Regions from separate parts of the Anas platyrhynchos genome. Here region 2 is linked to region 1. Evidence: chromatin contacts called from public Hi-C data. All regions are on one chromosome and are shown on one strand. Each heading gives the region's core, a stretch centred on a gene start, on an enhancer-like site or on the middle of the called end of the contact. The rest is flanking DNA. Distances are from core to core; before and after follow the strand shown.

Region 1 (3,574 bases), core at 345-2,844:
AACATGCAACTGGCCTGAGCTGGGACAGCCCTTGCATATATAATCCCATTGATTTATGGTTTTCCGTGAACCCTGTGTCAAAACCTTTTGATTAAAGGGGGATTGCTTGGGATGCTGGGTGCACCAGACCCATCAGTTCCAGCTCCATCCGGCAGGGGCCAGGCGTACCCACAGCTGCAGGCTGAAACAAGTGTGTCTGCTCTGAAAAGGCTCAGACTCACCACTGCCTTCCTCTTTCCACTTTGGGACGGCGATCAGAGGGGTAAAAAAAGATATTCAACACAATAGACAAATGCATTACACGTACCGAGAATGTCAAAAGGGCCCCCACTTCTAGTGAATGTACCAAGCTGTGTTTCTCGATGTGTGCAGAGCTGGAGTTCAGCGTGGGTTTGAAGAAATGCAGCTTAGTACACTGCATTTATCTAAATAAACAGGGTGTGTGGTTAAGAGGCACTTGAATGGAGATTATTAGAGGGAGTAACTGAGTTTTAAGCTTTCACAAGGTCTCCAGTTCACTCTGATCCATGTGAACTGAAAGGAAGCCCCATTTAAAATCCAGGGTATTATCAGATAATGCATAAAGCATGCTCTATTCCCTATTTTTGTTGACAGAAAGCCCCACATAAAACAGCTGAAATTGAAAATACATGTAATTTACTGACTTGTGATAAAAATGCTGCCTTTTTTTTTTTTTTTTCTAATAAGCATTAAATTTTTTCACCATACCTAACTTAGAGTAGCAGGTGAAATTCAAGGCTTTATGATGACTAGGAACACAGTGTTGATTACGGAGGATTTGGGGAGTGAATCGATGCAAACTGTGGCCGCAAGAGGGAAGTCATTGAAAAGTGGGGTCCTGTGAGCATGGCCAGAGCACACCCTGAGCAACCTTGCAGGCTTGGCAGTCCAGGCTCTACTTTCAGCACTCCAGGGACTGAAATTTTCCAGGTGTCCCCAAACAGGATTAAAAATATAAAACAAATGGCTTGGGAAGATCGTATGTAAGGCAAAAGCAGCACCTCGAGGGCTGTCTGAAAGACAGGGAGTTGGTGCTGTCGGCCTGATCCCAGAGGGACTCCAGCTTCATCTTGGCACTTCGATAGCCAAACAAGGCTCAGTTCAGAGGAAAAGTCCTGCTGGATCATCCTACCAAATGGTGGCGTGTGTATTTTGTGCCACCAATTAAACAGAAAACCACTTAGAGTGGCTTCCTGGACAAACAGATGACTGAAACCTTCATTATCGCTGCATATATCTACTGCAAACAGGCGTATCTTGTCGCCTCTCAGCTTACCCACTACCAGATAAAGTGAAATGCAGATCATTTTCCCTCCAGGCAGCCAGTCGAGCCAAACTCGATGTGATTTGTGTGGACTCGATGAGAAATACCCTCTTTCCAGCTGCACAGCCACAACCCTCAGCAGTGCCCTCTCAAACCCACTCCCAAAACTCCTTCCCACCTCCTGCACCCGGCGCAGTCCCCGCACCCAGAACACCCTCCCCACACCCGTGACGGTTTCCCCACAGCCCTGACACCCTCCCCGCTTCCTCCAGCCGCCCTTGCGGTGCCCACAGGTGCCCCAAAGCCGAGCCCAGCCCCGTGAGGGCGGGCCGGAGCCGGCGGAGCCGCCCTGCTCTGAGGGGACTCGGCGCCGCCATTGGCGCGGCGGCTGCCGGCCGGGGCTGCCTCGCCTCTCGCCGCCGCCTCCCTCACCTCAGACAAGCGGGGAAAGCAGCTGCTGGCAGGGGTGAGGGAAACCGGGCAGCTCCTAACCGGAGAGCTTGGGGTAAACTACGGGAAAAAGGCGCTGGGGTGCCCCGTTGGGGCTGCCCGGAGGGATTTTGTGGGCGCCCGGTGGGGTCCGGAGTCAGAGCTTTGCCTGAGGGGTTTGGGTGGCGAGGGTTGTGGCTGAGGGCCGGTGTGGAGAAGGGAAACCTTGTCCCTGTGTGCTGAGACCTCCTTGTGGCCGTGGGCGGTGAGTAACTGTGCCAACTTCCCCGGACCTAGCTCTGTAGGAGCCCGCTTTCCTAAATAGAGGGCTTTCTTCGCTCAGAGAGGGCTCTCAGGTCCTCCTGGAGGGATGCTAGTGGCCTCTGTGGAAATAATAAACTCTTTCCCTTTGAAACAGTTCATTGCATCTTGTCCCTCTCTAGAGGGACTTGCAGGGATTGACCTGGCCCTAAAATCTGAGGCACTCGGTTCCGTGAGTAGAAGGATCTTGGTTATGGATCTCTTTTATAGGATCATCGCAGCAGGATGAAGGTCGCGTAAATCTGGGGGCAGATCGTCAAATACCCTTGTGATTATTTCTGAGCTTTCTCAGAGCTGTAAGGAGAGGAGATTTAAAACTGTGAAGTGATGAATATCCAGCGCTCTGGAACTGTTGCCCTGTATTTAAAGCTGGTAATTACAGGTCTCGATGGTTTTAGTTGCTGAGGTCAATGTAAGGTGCTTGAAAGCTCTTTGACAGGAGGCGCTGGAATCAAAGTGAGAATTTTGTGATTTTCATTAATTACCATCTTTTTTGCTTAATGTCTTACGCACCTTGCTTCCTCCCTGGAAGAAAAGGGTGTGAGCTCATCTGCTTTTGACATAGTTCATATTATTTTGGGAAGTAAGGCTTACCTTGATTTTGCTGGCATCTTATTCATTTTGCAGGCTTGTTCTGGTTCTATCAGACCTATCTCCTCTCTGTTCTGCAGGTCTGTTTTGCTCTCACCACACATCTTTCCTGCTTGCTCTACATCCTTTGCTCTTATCTTGCAAATTCTATTTGAACATATTTTCCTGTGCACTTCTTGGGCAAATATATCCCAAATCCCTGTTCCTCTGTTTGCAGTTACGTGCTTTTGTATATTTATGCATACCTGTGTTATAAAATACTGCTAGTGGTGTTACAGTGTTATAAGATGCATGTATGATGTTACCCATTACCATGTTTTAATGTGCTTATGTTTGGGTTTAAAGCAAGGCAACGCTAAGGCATCTTGCTTAGTCTGCTTCTTCTTTATGGGTGCATCAGGCCTCTGCTTTGGCTACACAGCATGTCTTGGAATTTTCCAAACCTGGCATTGGACCAGTCCCATGTGAAGGAAACTTACTTCCTCTTGCAGCCCAGAATAATGTAGCATCGGTTTCGCTGTCAGGCTTTTAAAATTCAGTGAAACAGATCATCATTATTTACCAACGCTGATGAAGACCAAAATAAATGACACTCCTTTTCCTTCAAAGATGAATGACAGGAACGTGAATTTGTCTCTTTGCTGAAGTACTAGGTAGGGACCATGAACAGTTACATTTTCTGGAATAAGCTCTTATTCTGCAGGCAGCACTTGCTGGATTCCCAGGTGGAAGAACTGCTCCAGTTTAGCACTTGGAGGAACCCTCTGATGCTTTCACAGAAAGACAGGTATTAGCTGTTACATCTAGAAAGAAAGATTAACCAGGAAGCTAACCAGTGGGAGAAGTCCAAGGAGTTGCTTGTTTTCTATACTATCATAATGTGCTCGTGACAGAAAGGTATCTGCTTTGCCAACGGTGATGAGAAACATCAGACAAAATCCTACCAAT
Region 2 (3,574 bases), core at 553-3,052, 150 kb before region 1:
ACCTGTACCATCAGCCAGAAGAGGCACAGACGTACGGGTCTTTGGTTGCCCAACAACTTTGAAAACCAGGACATCAACAGGAGGAAAAGGAAGGAAGACAACACACCGTGAAGGCGGTAAGGGAACTGCCCAAGCCTGGAGCCAAGCCTCTCCCAACAAGCATAGTTGGGTCTTCCAATTTCTTCTCTTATACCCTAAGAAACTTCTGAGCTGTCCAAACTCTGGTCTCCCCAGAGTACTCACTAGCAAGAGCCACAGCACTTCACAGAACCTGTAACTACATCAGCAATGAGCTTGCCTTTGGGATGCCTATGGAACAAAAAGGCAGATTTCCTCTGAATCAGTTATGTTATGACAAATGTGAGCAGAATCCAGACCTCTCTGGACTAGTGGGATTCAGTAACAAACCCTCGGAAACAGACTGCTTTCCCTTTTGAGACTGGCCACATCTTCAGTACCCACACAGCCCACATGCTAACCTACAACAAATGCTAACGCAAGCCCGAAATCTGGCATCATGCCTCACTCAGATTCACAAACGCATGTGTCTGCAGGGCAAACAGATGTTTGCAGGTCTGCACAACCAGCTGCCAGATGGTGATGAGCACCTAAAGAGGCTCAGCAGCAGCAGGACACAGCACCTCGGAACTGTTCCCCCACGAACAGCACTTCCACAGGGTACTGGGGACGTGGCGTAGATCCCTCACTTTCTGGATAAATGATCTAGCCAAGGGAAGGGTTGTGCAGGGATAACACCAGAGTAACTCCCCCACTTCAGCAACTGTGTGAGTGCTAAATACCTGAGATTGCTTTTTGGGTACAGAGCTATTCTGTACCAACCTAGCTCCTTCAAGTCCTGAGCACTGGATTTTAGCACAGCTTAGAACCCTAGAATCATTAAGGTTCAAAAAGACCATCAAGCTCATCAGCTCCAACCATCTGCCTACTACCAATGTCACCCACTAAACCCTGTCCTCAAGCACCACATCCAACCTTTCCTTGAACACCCCCAGGGATGGTGACACCACCACCTCCCTGGGCAACACATCCCAGTGCCTGACTGCTCTTTCTGAGAAGAAATGTCACAAAGAAAAGCTTGGAGCTCACATCCTCACCCCTCACAGCTGCCTTCTGCTGCCAGCGCCTGAGCACTATCCCCTACTCCTCCTCCACCGCGGGGCCGCACGCGTACACTTACACCAACTTTTACTCTACAACGTGGTCGTGAAGCCGAACGACACGGGGAGAAAGACCACAGGCTCTTTTTGCTGTTTCACGTGTAAAAACACAAATTAAAAGCGACATTTTAACGCAGCTCCTGAGCACCACTCGGGGCCTGAGCCCACTTTGGTCGGGGCCGGAGCCCACCGTGGGCCCCCAGTTCCCCCTCACCCACGTGGAGGCAAAGCAGGGGCGCTCCCTCAGCCCCACAGGGCTCCCCACAGCCGGGGATCCCCCTCAACAGCCCCCACAGGGGATCCCCGACCCCCTGAGGGCCCGGCCGGGGGGTCCGAGGCCGGGGCCCTGCCTCAGGAACGATCGCGGCGCTGCCCCCTCAGAGCGGGGCCGGGCCTGGCCGCGGCCCCTTCGCCTCAACCCCAGCGCTTAGTTCCCAGCTCGGAGCTCACGTTCTCGTCTCCGGACAGGTCCCCGGGGTTGCTGTTCTCGTCGCTGCTCAGCTTCTGCTTCTTGGCCGGCATCTCGGGCCCGACTCCCGCCGCCGCCGCCGGGGCTTCTCCCCGCTCAGACATCTTCCCCGCCCCCGCCGCGCTGCCGTAAAGCGCGCCCGGGGAAGGTCGGCGGGACGCTGCCGTAAAGCAGCGCCGCGCCCGGCTCCGTAGGGAAAGCCGGGGCGGGTGCCACACTGCCGTAAAAGGGCCTTTCCCGCGCGGCGCTGAGGGGATGGGGGAGTTGGTGGAGGTCGGGGTTAAATAAAGGCGGTTTTAACTGTACAGAGGCGTGCTGGTGTTTTATATTGTTGCTTGTCAGATGGTGTAAGTGGGCTGTGAGGCCCCGTGGCAAGCTTGGCTGTCTGAGTGTGTGTGTGAGTGTGTTTGTGTGTGAGGTGTTCTCCTACAGTCCCTCTGTCACACAATCCCAGAATCATCAGGGTTGGAAAAGCCCTCCAAGATCATCTGGTCCAACCAGCCCCCTACCACCAATATCACCCACTAAACCATGTCCCTAAACACCACATCCAGCTTTTCCTTGAACACCCCCAGGGATGGTGACCCCACCATCTCCCCGGGGCAACCTGTCCCAATGTCTGACTGCTCTTTCTGAGCAGAAATGTCTCCTCATTTCCAACCTGAACCTCCCCTGATGCAACTTGAGGCCATTTCCTCTGGTCCTATCACTGATTACCTATAAGCAGAGGAGCCCAGCTCCCCACACCTTATTTTCAGGCAGTTGCAGAAAGCAATGTTGTCTGCCCTGAGCCTCCTCTTCTCCAGACCAAACACCCCCAGTTCCCTCAGCCGCTCCTCACAGGACTTGTGTGCCAAGTCAGCGATCCCTCTGTCCATCCTTGTGCTGCCCTTGAGTGCCTTTTAATGTGCATGAAGCGTGTTTTTTTTTTGCTTCTTTTGCTCTCCAAAGAGCCCCACAAAGTGAGCATATGAGGCAGCTGGCAAGCCCTGGCACCTGCCTTGTCACCTCAGGCAGAGCTGAAATACAGCAATAAAATCCTGTCCAAAACCCACCCGGCCCTCTGCTCTCCAGCAAACTTCTACCACGGCTGTAGATAAAATGCTGCAGTTGCCAGATTTTAATTTATTAATCTCTAAAACTGCAGGTCCCTGAGTCATGATAATTATGAACTGTAAAAAAAATAAAAAATAAAATAAAAATTAAAAAATCACTACCAAAGGGGGAAAGTATTCTGCCCACAGGCACAAAGTCTTATCTGCTTTTCTTGTGTGGGCAGAAACAAGTCTTTCCTCCCTGGGGGAGACATTCCAGTCTCGCAAAGTGGTTTCTTGGAGGGCAGTGACAGAGGTGAGCCTGCCTTATCTAAACTTTAATCTGGCATAAACTTCAGAGATAAGAAGGAAGAGAGGAAGCTTAAACTGATGTGTATGCTATGCTGTTTTTAGCAATAGCCTCTCTTTTCTGCTGCAGAACCGTAGGCTCTGCCGAAGCAGTGCATAATATATAGCAAAAGGTTGTAGATCGCAACTAATAAAAGCTCTGGGAGCTCACAACTGCTCAGATTTGTGCTCCAAGATCAAGGTTGTGATAAAAGTGGTTTATACCTTTGTGGGGACATATACGAAGAATGAGCAGACTTGAGATGCCAATCTAAAAATATCCTGCCATAATTTAAAAAAAAAAAAAACGAATATGACAGGATATTTTTAGATTGGCATCTTAATTAAGACTAAATCACGACTGTGCTGCAGACCTGTGGAAAAAAGACACTAAGTTTTCAGCAGTGGAGGGTTTCAGCTTCTCACCATGGGTGCCCTTGAGCTAATGGAGAGAAGACAACTCCTCTGCATTTTGCAGCTGTCAACCGACATCCTCCAGATGGCCACACACCCAGCTCCGCCACCTTGCAGTGGCTCATCCAAAA

The links. Hi-C and Micro-C count contacts between places; a contact is called where the count stands out from the background.
Region 2: a Hi-C map of skeletal muscle shows a contact between it and region 1, with 2.9 times the contacts expected there. The contact joins the promoter of EED here to the promoter of SYTL2 in region 1. A contact is called at or near these places in 6 of 8 Hi-C or Micro-C datasets (F1 follicle, F5 follicle, liver and 2 more).

What each region holds. Positions count from the first base shown.
Region 1 is chr1:201,311,922-201,315,495 of IASCAAS_PekinDuck_T2T, reverse strand. It overlaps SYTL2 (synaptotagmin like 2), which reads left to right and starts at 1,594. Exons shown (of 19, transcript XM_072032843.1): 1 at 1,594-1,751. The region is part of intron 1 of CCDC83 (coiled-coil domain containing 83); the gene reads right to left.
Region 2 is chr1:201,457,285-201,460,858 of IASCAAS_PekinDuck_T2T, reverse strand. EED (embryonic ectoderm development) reads right to left here and starts at 1,802. Exons shown (of 12, transcript XM_005029748.6): 1 at 1,629-1,802. The coding sequence starts at 1,751.